Linked DNA regions of Rattus norvegicus: region 1 is linked to region 2. Evidence: chromatin contacts called from public Hi-C data. All regions are on one chromosome and are shown on one strand. The core of a region is the stretch at or near the end of the contact, and the rest is flanking DNA. Distances in the headings are between cores, read along the strand shown.

What was found. A called contact is a pair of places that touch in the nucleus more often than the background predicts.
Region 1: a Hi-C map of the Rat2 cell line shows a contact between it and region 2, with 7 times the contacts expected there. The contact joins two enhancer-like sites. A contact is called at or near these places in 4 of 12 Hi-C or Micro-C datasets (the A7r5 cell line, the Rat2 cell line, Schwann cells and 1 more).

Annotation. Positions count from the first base shown.
Region 1 is chr2:194,621,072-194,628,089 of GRCr8, reverse strand. No RefSeq gene overlaps it. Among named protein-coding and RNA genes, the nearest start is that of Rplp0l1, 15 kb to the right of the region's middle. Within about 2 kb of position 3,724, at least 47 of the 93 cell types and tissues checked have an H3K27ac peak or open chromatin away from gene starts, as enhancers often do. A contact at or near this core is called in the A7r5 cell line, where this site is marked.
Region 2 is chr2:194,287,927-194,295,114 of GRCr8, reverse strand. All of the region lies in intron 2 of Magi3 (membrane associated guanylate kinase, WW and PDZ domain containing 3), which reads left to right. Among named protein-coding and RNA genes, the nearest start is that of Magi3, 110 kb to the left of the region's middle. Within about 2 kb of position 4,509, at least 5 of the 93 cell types and tissues checked have an H3K27ac peak or open chromatin away from gene starts, as enhancers often do. A contact at or near this core is called in the A7r5 cell line, where this site is marked.

The DNA.
Region 1 (7,018 bases), core at 2,475-4,974, 330 kb before region 2:
CCTCTTTCTGTTCTGTAACCTACAAACATATGTAGACATATGCATATGTAGTTTACCATGAGGTTGCACACAGAGAAAACACTAGGTATTCATATTTCTGAAACTGGTTTACTTTGCTTAGCATTCTAGTTCCAGTTCCCTCCGTTTTCTTGTAAATGTCATTTATGATTTCATTTTCCTTTGTCCCTGCATAAGATTCTATTTTGCATATGTATTTTTAAAACTCATTTTTGACAATTTGTACATATATAATGAACTTTGATTACCTTTAGTTCTCCATTACCTCCTCTTGTCCTCCTGCTGGACCCCTTCTCAACTAAACCACCTTTTATTTCTGTGATGTGATGTGTGTGTGTGTGTGTGTGTGTGTGTGTGTGTGTGTAGGGGGTGTCCCACTATGTAAGCATGATGGGGTTGTTTACTGGGACATGGGCAACTTACTAGTGTCAACACCACTGAAGCAACTGTTGTCTACCAGTAGTCCCTTCTCCACCTGGGACAGAATGTTGACAGTGTCCTGTGTTGTCCAGGTGTGAGGCTGCAGTGACTTCATGAGTGACTGGGTTACATCTGGAAGAAAGCTCCCCATAGCGCTCCTCCCCACCCTCCAGCTCCTGCATTCGTTTCACCTCTTCTTCCATGGTGTTCCCTGAGTCCTGGAGGAGGATACATACCTCTCACGCAGAGCTGAGCACTCCGCGGTCAGCTGTCCTCAGCACTTCCATTAGTTATGCAGCTCTGCAGTAACCACTGTCCACAGCCAAAAGAGGCTTCTCTGAACAATGCTGACTGCGACACTGAATATTGGGCCAGCGGGATGGCTTAGCAGGTAAAGGAGCTTGCTGCCAAGCTTGATGACTTGAGTTCAATCCCCAGGGTCCACATGGTATGAAGAGAACTTAGTCACACAAGTTGTTCTCTGACTTTAATACACACATACACCTTCTTCCACCACAAATAGTAAAATGTAACAAGAAGCCATAAATTCTTTAGAAATCAACAGAATAACACGTGCATTTAGCAAAACAAAGGTGGCTCCCCTCCTAGTGCCTTGTGGCCTCTTCAGCTATGGGCTTTTGACTAGGTCTAAATTCCTTTCACTGGAACAAATCCAAACCTGTAAGTTGTCAGTTACTGGACATTGGCCATGCCACCATTACACCAGGGGCCACTTTAGTTTTTCACTGTAGTTGTTTAACACAAAGGAGACACAGCTGGGTAAGACTGTTGGCAACTACATTCTATTTATCTATTAATCTATTGATACACATCTAGTTCAGTTCTATTTCTCGGCTTTTATGAATAGTACATCAGTAAATGTGGATGGGAAGTTATCTTTGTGGTGTGTTGTTGACTTAGAATCCTTCTAGTATGTACTCAAGATTAGTTAATTGGGTCAAGTGTAGTTCTAGTTTCAGTTTTCTTCTGACAATAAAAATATTTTTATATTGATGGGTAGTAGCTGTCTGAATGCATACACCATATGCACATGCCTGGTGTCTATGAAGGTCAGAAGAGGATGCGGGATCCCCTAAAATTGGAGTTAGATGGTTACGAGCCACCATGTGGCTTCTTCTGCAAGAGCAGCGAGCGTCTTAACTGGTGAAGCATCTCTCCATCCTCACTTCCACAGTGGCAGGCTTACCAGCAGTGTACACGGAACATGCACGTGTACACTGCTGATTTCTCCACACCTGTGCCAGGATTGTCCTTTGTCTTTATGGTGAGAGCCATTCTGGCTTGCATTTCCCCCAGTAAGGATGCCGAACTTACTCAAATGCTCACTGCCTATCTGTATGCCTTCTCTGAGAATTGTCTGCCCGGTCCATTAGCTTATTTTCTGCTGGACGACTTGTTTCCCTGGTGTCTAACTTGTCCAGTTCTGTATATATATAAAGATGTGTAGCAGGTGAAGACTTCCTGTCCGTTCTCTAGGCACTGGCACTTGTTTTCTTTGCGGAACAGGAGCATCTTAATTTCCTGTAGTTCCAGTTGTCAGTTGTTGGCCCGATTTGCTGTGCAGTGCAGCACTGTTCAGAGAGTTTCCTCCATGCCTGTGTCTTGGAAGTGTTTTCCCCCAGCACTTTCAAAGTTTCAGGCCTGGCTCTAAGATTCACTTTGAGTTGATTTTTCGCAGGGTTAGAGATAGGGGTCTTAATCTTTCCTTTCCTTGTGGAAACCATTTTCTCAGCACCAGTGTTTAGAGGGTCTCTTTCCGTCGTAGGGTGACCTCTCTTTGATCCCCTTGATTGACAGACCCATTTTTGAGCAAGTACCACACTGTTTTTGTTACCATGACGTTGTAATAGGATTTGAGATGGGCTATTTCTGATACTGCCAGCATTTTCCTCTTTCTGACAAGGATTGCTTGAGATATCAGGGTCTTTTGTCCTTGTAGCTAAACTGCTGACCTACCAAAAGAGTAAGAACAAAACTCTGAAAACGAAATCTCTTTCTCTCTTCTCTCTCTCGCTTGCTCGCTTGCTCATTTTGTTTGCTTGGTTACTTGCTTCCTTACCAAAAAACCAAAACAACAAAGAAAGCAAAACTAAACCTTTCTCAGTTCGGGAGCCCGTCCCCTTTTCTTTATATTGGATATTCCCTATTTTCTGGGTCCCTTTAGCTTAGAATTTCTTCAGAATAAAATAACTTGGAGCTCATTTTAAGCAATCATCTTCGTATGTCCATCCAGCTACTTGTTAACAATTAGTCCAGGGTGTGTGTTCATGCCCGGGCCGGGCAGCTGATTCAAAAAGCTCTGCCGAACCCCGGCTCTCCTGAGAAGGGGCCGCCGCACAGCAAAACTCTACACAAGTTAGTGGAACCTGACTAACTTGCAGTAGGGGACGAAGAGGTTGGAGTCTGAGATGCAAGGTGAACTGCAGTTTTCTCCTTACGTGTGCTCTTCGGATCCAGATATTAGAATGTAAAGGCAGTTACAAGATCACTGTAATTCTAAGTCGTGGAGAAATCCTGTCTTTTTAAGAGGCCTCATCATTCAACCCTTGAATATCCCATCAGCAATAGCAAAAGAGCAGGCGAAAAAACCGTTGAGGTTCTTTCAAAAGGTGCTTTTTTGTTCCAAGGCATCTCTTTTTTTCCTATGTGGAGGCTAATTTTAAGAGTCTGCTACACAACGGTTTGAACGAGAACTGGCCTCCAGGTGGCGCTTCAGCACAGAGAAAGGAGGCAGAGGGCGCTACCCAGGCCACCATTGCTCAGGGATGCCCTTACATAAGGGGATTCACGGGAAATCCGGCTTCTTTGGTTGCACAATGGAGGAGAGGCCTGGCCTTTGTCATGGCTCAGACTCTAACTCAAAATCTTTCCGGGGCGGTGCAGGGCTCGAAAGTTCTAGGCCTCTGCCAGGATGAAGTCCAGGGCAGCTTGGCCTGAGGGAGAGGCCAGAGCTCCAGGCTTTGTCCTCGGAGGCTGGACTCCATGCTCTGGGCTCCCAGCCCAGGATGAGATCGCATCTTGGCCCTCAGAGGTCTCAAGACAATACGTTCTGATCCAAGGCTGTAGAGCCCTCTTCTTTGCTTCTCCCTCTCCTTCATCCCCTCCTCCTCTCTCCACACCCCATTCTCACCTTATGCTTTTTACAAATCAATTTCCCAGTGTGATCTCATTTGCAGCTCCTACTCCCAGGGTGGAGGGGCAGGTTGGGGCCATCCCTGTACTCTAAGCCTTGAGAAGGTCCCTTCCGGTGCCTGTCACCACTAGCAAATACTGAGCAGCTTGGGCAAACATTGAATTCAACTTGGTGGTTTGAGAGCTTGGCACTGAGGAGTGCTCGAAACTATTTCCAGCATGAAGAAATATTTACAGATGAGAAGCTGGTTGGAGGAACAGTGGGTTCGCAGACTGTTATTCTAGAGGTCAGGGCCTCAGATACTAGAACCACCCACAAGGCTGCACGAGGCACTAGTTACAGCAGTTGCAGTTAACTTCTGCAGGCAGACGAACAGCGTGCAGAAACCTGTTTTGGTGCCTGGCAGACACCATAAACCATCTCCAGGTTAGGCCCTGAAGTACCTGTCTATAAGGGGACATGTGACAATATGGACAAAACCGAATGAGTGGTGGTTGAGGTCTCGTTTTAAGCACGGGGTAGAGAGGGTCAATGACTCTACTTATCAAAAGCCTTCTGTCACACTGAGAATGCCCTGGAGTGGGAGTGTCCTTGTAGCTATTACCTATCCTGGTCTCATTGGATCACAGGCCCGCTCTTTCTTTGGGTTTTGTTTGAATGTGCACGTTTCAGGCTTTTTGGGACTTAGGCAGACTAACTGGGTTCCAGCCCCAGCTCTGTCTTTCACTTGCTGGCTGGTGTTGCAGGGGTCATTTTGCCTCTTTATGCCTGCTTCTCATCTGTTTGAGTGGTGATATGATAATAAGTATATTAACTAAAATTTCAGGAGCTAACACACAGAAAAATGTATGTGTGCATGTGTGTGTTCATGTTTGCGTGCACTCACACATGCTTTACCACTGAGTCCCCTGCCCCATGCCTCAGCTGTCTTTCCGTAGTTATCTGGTACTTGAGAACTGGTTCGACTCACCCAGGGGTGGGGTGGGGGCCTCATCAAAATTGTGTAAGATTTCCTCAGATCAGCTGCCAGACTCCCGCCTTTCTCCCATTCAGTTACAACGTTCTCGTGGTCTAAGTGGGAAAGGAAGCCACTAGAAACAGACTGGTTTTGTGTTGTTTTTCTGACAGAGGCACTGACATCTTCATCTTCAGCCTCTCCAGGGGTCCAGCTGGAGTTCAAAGGCTCTCTTCTCAGTACTCAGGCTCACTTGTTCAGTGCAAACTCACTGCAGACAGGAAGGAAGGGACCTTTCAGATGATCCCACTAATTAGTGCAGAATAGTTTATCTGGACAAGATCCTGTGGGATGCAAAGCTATCCCCTAAGTCTTCTGACCAAGCATGGAAATCACCAAGGAAATGTGATCAGCTTGAAAGAAAGGGGGTGGGTAGAGAGAAGAAACCATGGCTGCTTGCTATCAGCCAGAAGCATCGTTTCCGATGGCTTAGGGTTCCGTTGCTCAGGCCAGGTGGAAAACCTTGCCACTGCTCTGGGTCTCCAGTTGCCTGCCCAGGAGTCATGTTCTGTGGGGGAGTTCATTGTCTGCTTCATAGCCTCCTAGGTACTGTTCTTTATGGCTCAAGACCAGCCGGCTCGCTGGGCCTTCGTGTAGAGTGTAGGCCTGAATAGGAGAAAAGCACGGCTGGGGAGAGCAGTCTTCAGAATGCGCACCTCCCCCCACCCCCACCCCGTCCTGGCTTTTATAGCTCAAGTTGGTGGGGAACTTACTGTATAGCTGAAGATGACCTTGAACTGATCTTCCCGCCTTCACCTCCCAGTACAGAGATCCCAGCTGTGTACTCACCACTCTTGTTTTATGTGGTGCTGAGGACTGAACCCAGGATGTTGTGCGTGCTAGGCAAGCACTCTTACCAACTAAGCCACATTTTCAGACCTTCGGGGGTAGGCTCTTCTTCTTCTTCTTCTTCTTCTTCTTCTTCTTCTTCTTCTTCTTCTTCTTCTTCTTCTTCTTCTTCTTCTTCTTCTTCTTCTTCCTCTTCTTCTTCTTCTTCTTCTTCTTCTTCTTCTTCTTCTTCTTCTTCTTCTTCTTCTTCTTCTTCTTCTTCTTCTTCTTCTTCTTCTTCTTCTTCTTCCCCTTCCCCTCCTCCTCCTCCTCTTCCTCCTCCTCCTCCTTCTCCTCCTCCTCCTCTTCTCCTCCTCCTCCTCCTTCTTCTTCTTTTTGCCTTTCTGAGACTGAATTTTCTCTGTGTAACAGAGCCCTGGCTGTCCAAGAACTTGCTCTGTAGATAAGGATGGCCTCGAACTCACAGAAACCCACTTTCCTCTGCCTCCTAAGTTCGCCTCCACAAGTAATTTTTAATGGTAACTTTCCTGACTGTAGCTGTCTTATTCCAATTCTCATGCCAAATACGACTTCAAAAAGAAGCATGGTGGTGGTTGTGCATGGCTTCCTTGAATCCCAACACTCACCCAGGAGGCAGAGGCATGTATACCTCTATGATTTCCAGGACAGCCTGGTCTACAGAGCAAGTTCCGGGCCAGCCAGGGCTACACAGAGAAACCTTGTCTTAATGAAAAAAAAGAAGAGAAAAAAATCTAGGGGCTGGGGATTTAGCTCAGTGGTAGAGCGCTTGCCTAGGAAGCGCAAGGCCCTGGGTTCGGTCCCCAGCTCCGAAAAAAAGAACCAAAAAAAAAAAAAATCTAAAGTAGCCCACCCACAACCTGGACTGTCCAGCCAGAAAGGAGCAGAGTAGACAGAATGTGACTGGATGCTATTCTAGTTTAGGGTTCCATGAGGGAGAGGAAATTAAAACTCCTGGTGCTTGCCTAGTAAACACATTAGCTATTAAGCAGCTGGGTCACTGATGGTAAGCAGGAAGGACTGTCTCAGGCACCTGCACACTCTGACTGATGGATATAACCTTGTGTTGAGAAGGATTCTGAGTGTGCCTGTCACTTGACCCCTTGACGCTCAGGGGCAAGTGCTCTGACATCCATGCCTGTCACAGGTGTAGAAAGGGGAACCGCCCCAGGAATGGTGGGTTTGTGCCTGCTCTGGTTGCTAATGAGAAGAGGAAGCTGTTTATAAAGATGGTTGACTGGTCAAGGATGCTCATTTAATTAGCTCACAATGGGCACGGAGCAGCGGCACAGGAAGGTAGGCTCCAAAGGACACTGGCACGGTAGGGGACATTGATACTCCTGGTCCCTGTAGACCTGTCCCTATTAAAAACACTCATGTGGAGATGACAAGGTGGCTCGGGAGTCTGAGACCTAGGCAGACCCTAGAAGAGAGAGAGAGAGAGAGAGAGAGAGAGAGAGAGAGAGAGAGAGAGAGAGAGACGACTGTTTAGCAGATGGAAGGTAGGGAGAGTGTCCCTCCCTGAGCTCCGCATTCCTCAGCCCCTGACATTTCTGTAAATGTTTTGCCATGAAAATCAGGCAGTGATATGGTTCCATCAACCT
Region 2 (7,188 bases), core at 3,260-5,759:
GCTAATTCTCCTTTCTAATTCCATGGCCTTTTTAGGATAATGCTTTTAAGTTTCATAGATGTCGAGTTCCCGCTTCCCTTGATGAAATACATTATGGAAAGATAATGATGTACTTTTAAGACTGTCTTCCTTATGTGCTTTGCCCTTTTCATGTGTTGCCTTTTACTTTGCTATATTATCTTGGTTTTGCATTTCTCCACAGTGTGATATTTTGTCCTAGAAAGAAGCTACAACCTAAATAGTTTTAGTTCATAGGATGCAAGGAGTTGCAGCCTTTCAGAGCTTAATAGGACTTCTTAGCTTGTTTACATTCACATTTGTAAACGGAAATGTCGAAAATTTCCTACCTGAACCTGTAAATAAGGGTACATTAGTAGTGTTTAGCAAACTGAATGGTCATATCTGGTCTTTAAATACCATTCTTACTAAAAGATTTCAGATCTGTGTGGAGAAAATTCTGATAAAAGGTCTGAGAAAATAAAAGTATAAATGAGTCTAAATGGTTGTACTAGAAAGCATATAAATGCTTAAAACATTATGCGGACATACTAGAATTACACAGAAGCCACAAAGGGGAATTTACACTAACGTCCAAGCTTATTTAGAAGAGAGAGGTGCAGGCGGGTAGAAGCATGGTGTGCAAGTAGACAGGCACTCTTGTGGGAGATGCTGGGCTGTACAACAGTATCATGGTCCTTGGGAGAGGAAGAGACTGTGCTATAAGGCATTTTCTATACGACAGCATCAAGGAGAGCAGGGCAGAGTATGGCAGGCCCTGAGCCGAGAGATTAGAAATATAGATTCAAGAAGTCTAAAGTATCTGGAGAACTGTTTGGAAACTATAGGGTTAACCATTCCCAATGGTTACTTAGAGACATTTGAATTCTAAGCACTCTGAGCGGAGACCCCACTTGAACAAAGTTAAATTAAGCAAGGTCTCAAAGCATCAGGGAATATGCATGTAACTTTTCTTTCAGAAAGAGAGATTGTTTTTTATGTTACAATAAGAGAGACACCAAATATGAAAATATTTATGTCAAAAATCTAAGAAAAATCACTAGACATGAAAAAATAGTCAAATATGATCTAGAGTTTTCAAAATACAGGTCAGCTGATAGGAAAGATATAGAAATGATACATGAGACATACTACCACACAAGGAATGTTAGAGTTTTAAAAAATGTTCAAGGATTAAACCATGCAGTGAACACAGTCAAGAGAAAGTATAACAGCAAAAAGGAAGTAAAACTTAAAACTCAGATATAAAAACAGATTCCAGAATGCAGAAGTAAAGATCAATGAGTGTGAACACATAGAAATATAAACTAATCGAACTGAGGACCCAGCTATAGCACTCCTGGGCATATACCCAAAGATGCTTCACTATATCACAAGGACATGTGCTCCACTATATTACAATGGAAGAATGGATATAGAAAGTGTAGTTCATCTACACAGTGAATACTACTCAGCTATTAAAAACGAGGACATCGTGAATTTTGCAGGCAAATGGATGGAACGGAACTAGAAAATATCCTGAGTGAGATAACTCAGACCCAAAAGGACATGTATGATATGAACTCACTGATAAGTGGATGTTGGCTGAAAAATTCAGAATACCCATGGTATAATTCACAGCCAGATGAAACCAGATGAAGGAAGGCCCAAGTGTTGATATAGGGAAATATAGGGAGGGAGGAACCTGAGAGAGGGGAAGAGGAGGGGAAGGGGGTCAGGATCAGGAATGGGGGAGACAAGAGAAGCCCAGAGGGAGAATAAATAGAAATATGCAGCAGTGTGCAGTGGGAGATGGCGGTTGTGGGGACCTCTAGAAATTCCCAGACATGACGGATGTTAGAGGCTCCCAGGACCCAATGGAGATGACCGTAGCTGAAATGCCCAACAATGGGGAGATGGAACCTAAAGAGACCACCTCCGGTAGATAGACATGGCCTCCATTTGTGGCAGGGGGGCCCACCCATCTTTAAAATTTTTGACCCAGAATTCTTCTTGTCTAAAGGGACAAAAATGGAGCAGAGACTGAAGAAAAGGCCATCCAGAGACTGACCCAACTTGGGATCCAGCCCATGTGCAGGCCCCAAACCCTGATATATAACTGATAACATTGTTGTGCTTGAAGACAAGGGCCTAGCATGGCTGTCCTCTGAGAGGCTCTGCCAGCAGCTGACCGAGACAGACGCAGATACTTACAGCCAACCATTGGACTGAGGTCAGGGACTCCTATGGAAGAGTTAGGGGAAGGATTGAGGGAGCTGAAGAGGATTGCAACCCTATAGGAAAAAACAACAGTATTAACTAACCCACTAGCCATCAAGCAAACATGGCTAGTCCTTGGTCCCCATTAACACATGAAGCTGAAGACTGCATTGTCTGGCCTCAGTGGGAAAGGATGTACTTAATTCTGTAGAAACTTGATGTCCCAGGGAAGGGGGATGTTAGAAGGGTGAGGTGGGAGTGGGTTGGTGGGTGGAGGAACACCCTCCCAGAGGCAAAGGGGAGAGGAAATGGGGTGAAAAACTTGTGGAAGGAGGGCCAGAAAGGGGCAAGATTTGGAATGTAAATAAATAATAAAAAAGAACAGCACTCTATTATTATGACTAGTTACTATTTATTAGAATACACTGCCCAACAATAGTACAGTGTACATTCTTTTCTAGTAGGCATGAAATGTTGTAACTATGGTGACTGAACCACAAAAGGAGACTCAGTGAAGTAAGAATGTTTACATAATGTAAAATATGTTACTTCACTATAGTGGAAACTAAATTAGAAATTATCGACAGAATGAAATCTAGAAAATCTCCATACTTGGAAATTAAGTAATATTCCTAACTTGCTTATCAAAAAAAATCAACAGAGAAATAAAACAAACACAGCAACATAGCAGAAAAGTATCAAACATGTTGAATAAAAAATTTTCTAGGAAGCTAGAGCACCATTTGGATGGAAACATACTACATATTTGTATTAGTTAACAAAGCTCTCAGATGATACAAACATTTGTCTTAAGAATGGAAAGAAAAAGAATAGCATAAAGCAAAACTAGCTAGGAAAGAAATTAGTAGAAGTGAAAGCAAGACTTAGTGAAATAGGAAATAGAGAAAAACAAAAGTTGATTTGTTTTTTGCATCAATTTGATTGATGACCTAAAAATATAACCATACTACTTTGGAAAGAGAGAGAGACAATTAGATGAATTAGGTGAATATTAAAAACATTCTGAGAAATTTTATACTGAAATAAATTCCTCAAATTGTATGAAATGAACAAATTCTTCAGAATACTAAAACTACCAGTGCTCATTCTAAAAGATAACCCAAAAACTTTTCTTTAGAGAAGTTTATAGTTGGTAATTTTATTATAAAGAAAACTTCAGGTCCAGATAGTAGGTAAATTTTCCAAAAAGAAAATCAATTCCATACATTTTCTGGACAATAGAAGAGAGGATTTCGAACAAATCTTATTGGCTACGAGCACTTCCTGCTCATTCAGAGGATCCATGTGATTCCCAGTGCCTAGGAGGCAGCTCACAACTGTCCGTAACTCCAGTTCCGACCTCTGGGGGCGGGCAGAAGGCATGGACATGTGTACAGACATAAAGCACCCGTTATGTAAAGTGAGCTAATAATAAAATAAGCGGGGACAATTCCCAATTCACTCCGTTATTTGAACATTATTGTACGTAACTGAACAAAAAGTAGACAAATATTAAAATTAAACAATAGTAGACTTCAAATTTCATGAACATTGATTCAAAACATTTAGTAGTATTTCAGCAAATCAGTATGTAACAGTATATAAAAGGATGTATGTTAATTAGGGCTTATTACAGAAATGCAAGGTTAGTGTATAACTTGAAAACAAGTATGACACAGTAGAGGAGAAAGTGATATTTTTTTATATATGTAGAACTTCTTATATTAAATTTAATTCCCATTAACATGAGAGTGTCTCAGAAAGCCAGTTTTTGCTCATTGCCTATCCATGCCAAATTACTATTTCTTGCCTACCTGTAATATTGGGACATTGTTCTTCTACCCTCCAGTACAGTGCTAAGCTTTGTCACTAGAGGGCACAGGAATGATTCTGGAAAAAGAACAGGTTTCTTCTCTTGGTTTCAGCTTTTGTCTTTTTGCTCTTGCTTTGCAAAAAAAAAAAAAAAAAAAAAAACTAGTTAATTTCAGCAGTACCTAGCAGTCAGCTCCTCAGAGGAATTTCAGTGATACCAGTGAGGCGCTTGTCAGCATAAATAGTAGAGCCCTCATTAGTAGCGTCCTTAATTCTACTGTTACATCTACTTACCAATTGTTACATTGTGGCGGCTGTGGTGGATCAAGCTGTGTTCCTCACTTGATACAATAGCACCTAGAAGAGGTTTCTGGCAAGTTCAACAAGTGTTCCAGTTGTTTTTCTATTAAAACACCCTTTACCCACTACCACTCCCCTGGGCAGCTTGCTGGTGACTCACTAACTCTAGACTGTTCTGACCCACTTCCTGCCTTGACCCACTGAAGTGGCATTGTCTCCTAGCAATCCAGCAAGATTGTTTACTCTTACCACACCTGCATGAATGAGATCTGAAATAGAGATTTTGGGGCATGTTCCTCCATGGCAGGCTGCACTTGGGTATTTTTCCTTGGGTATAAGTTGGTACTTTTCAGAGTTATCTCTTAGTTCTACTTAGAATTCTTGTTAAATCTCAGTTAATTCTCTGTAAATACTGTTAATAGTTCTTTAACCATCCTGTTACTTTTTCTTTCTCTTTTCTGAATCCTGACTGTCAAAGAATTGGTAATGATAATGGTCTCAGAAAACAGACTCTCTAAGAAGGGATCTTGAGGGAGGTTTTGGTTGTATTCTTGATCTGGAACCAGTGCTCAGTTCTTTGCAGTGAGGAGTAGGAGACTTAAAGCTCATGACAAACTGAGGACTCACATGAGTTTAATCATGGGTTTTTTTTCTGTGGTTGACTATGACAAAATGCCAAATGAATCCAGTACTTATGAGCCCAATGGCTGCTGTACTTGGTTGACAGAACAGTAATGATAGCTGCAAACACTGTGATCTGGGATGGAGTGTTGCATAGGGAGTCCTGTACTACAGGAAGAAAGTAGTACGCTTTGTCTAATATTTTATTATTATGAACTAACAAGATTTTAATAACTTTTAAATGATTTCTACCAATACAGACACTTAATAGAGGAAATCTTTTAAAGAATGGAATATTAGTACAATATGAGTGCCAAATAACTAATTTAAACCATGTGTGGTGGCTAATATCTTTAATCCCAGAACTTGAGGCTAAAGCCAAGGGGATGCCAACAAGTTTAAAAGCAGCTTGAGCTGTAGAACAAGACCTTATTTCAGAAAAAGTTCTGTAGATTTGATGGCATAAACTCCCAGAATGAAAGTGTAAGACACATTAAGCAACCATTATATTATTTGTTAACCTTTGGTCTTGACAGATATTCCAGGTAGAGATTTTTTTTGATTTTTGTAGTGATATTCTCAGCTTGTTAAAAGACTGTTTAAAAATGTCTTCACATTGGACATTAGATTACAGATTGTATCATCTAATTTTTATGATGAAAATATTTTGTGTTTCTTTTCAGTTTGATTTTACCTTGAAATATCTAATGCTTTTACCTCAAAATTTCAAATTATCATACAGTAGTGTTTCATAATATTTACTGCTTATTTTTGCATTTTTCTGCTATAGTGTTTATGAAAGATTGAACTTTATAGCAAATACTCATAGTGAAAAGTGCCAGGGGATATTACTGGGTGGTATTCAAATAAGTAACCTTCAGCTCTCCCAGCAAAGTTAATAGTATTACAGGGAGTCCTATGTTGAAACTGCCAATTTAAGAGCTTAGTTTTCAAAACCTGCTGTTTCTTGAAATGGCACTCACAGAATTTGTACGAAGCATAGCTATGCATATGATCACATTGATGTTGCTTTTGTAAGAAAGACACACCATTACAGACAGGGACTTGCAAACACACTTTTAGAGAATAGCTGCCAGTAAGACTGGATGGATTTTAAATGGTGCTTTCGTACATGCACTGTCCTATTGTCTGGAAACCCAGCTTGAACAGTTGATACTGGTTTCCAGTGTTGTCCACTCTTACTTTCAGTTGATATCAGTCAGTTTCTTTAAACCAATAAGCTCTACATCAAATTGTTAAGACTGTTTCTCACAGAATTGTAATGTAATTTATTCCATTTTCCTTATCAACTTAATTTATTTTTAGGATTTAGGAAATTTGACTGGTAACCTTCAAAAAATTTCTACATGTAAAGATTTATATTAATAAACCAGCTTATATGTTTGTGAGAATGTAGAATGATTTACCTTAGGAAAAATAATTTGAAATTTACATGTAAATTAAATATACATTTAATAATAGTAAATATACATTTAATAATAGTAAATATACATTTAATAATAAAGTTAAATATGCTATTCACCATATGATTCAGCATTTTCATTCTTAGGCATTAACCCAATATAAATTAATATGATTCTATTTAAAGACTTATAAGTTCTTGGCTTCTTTAGTTATAATAGCCAAAATTGAGAAATAGCCCCAGTGCCCATCAGTGGTAAATAGATCATCAGATATTAGTATCTCTTTATAGAGGTATCCTACCCATAAACAAAAAGAAATTTAGCACAGGAAAAAAAGAAAATCTTTTTTGAAAAACGGTGTCCTATCTAGCTGTTGTAGAACTCTATTATGTAGACCAAGCTGGCCTAAAACCCACAGAGACCTTCCTGGTTCTCCCTCCCAAGTGCTGTGATTAAAGGTATGCCCCACTGCCCAGCCTAAAACAGAGACCTTTAATAACATAATAGACCAAATGGAGCTAGCGGTTAAATACAGAGTTCTTTATGCAACAGCAGTGGCATACACATCCTCAGGCCACACACACAGTCTCTTTAACAAATTTAAATATATGAAGTGTCTCTCCTGACCATAGTGAAATAAACTAATAACAGGAGAAAAGCAGAAAACTACAAATGTGTGGAAGTTAAAACAGGGCACCTTTAAATAACAAGTGGCTGAAAATAGGAATTACAGTCAAGTTGAGAACTTATCTGGCATCAGTAAAACTGAAAATACAACATACCAAACCTTACAGGATGTGATGAAAGTTACGAG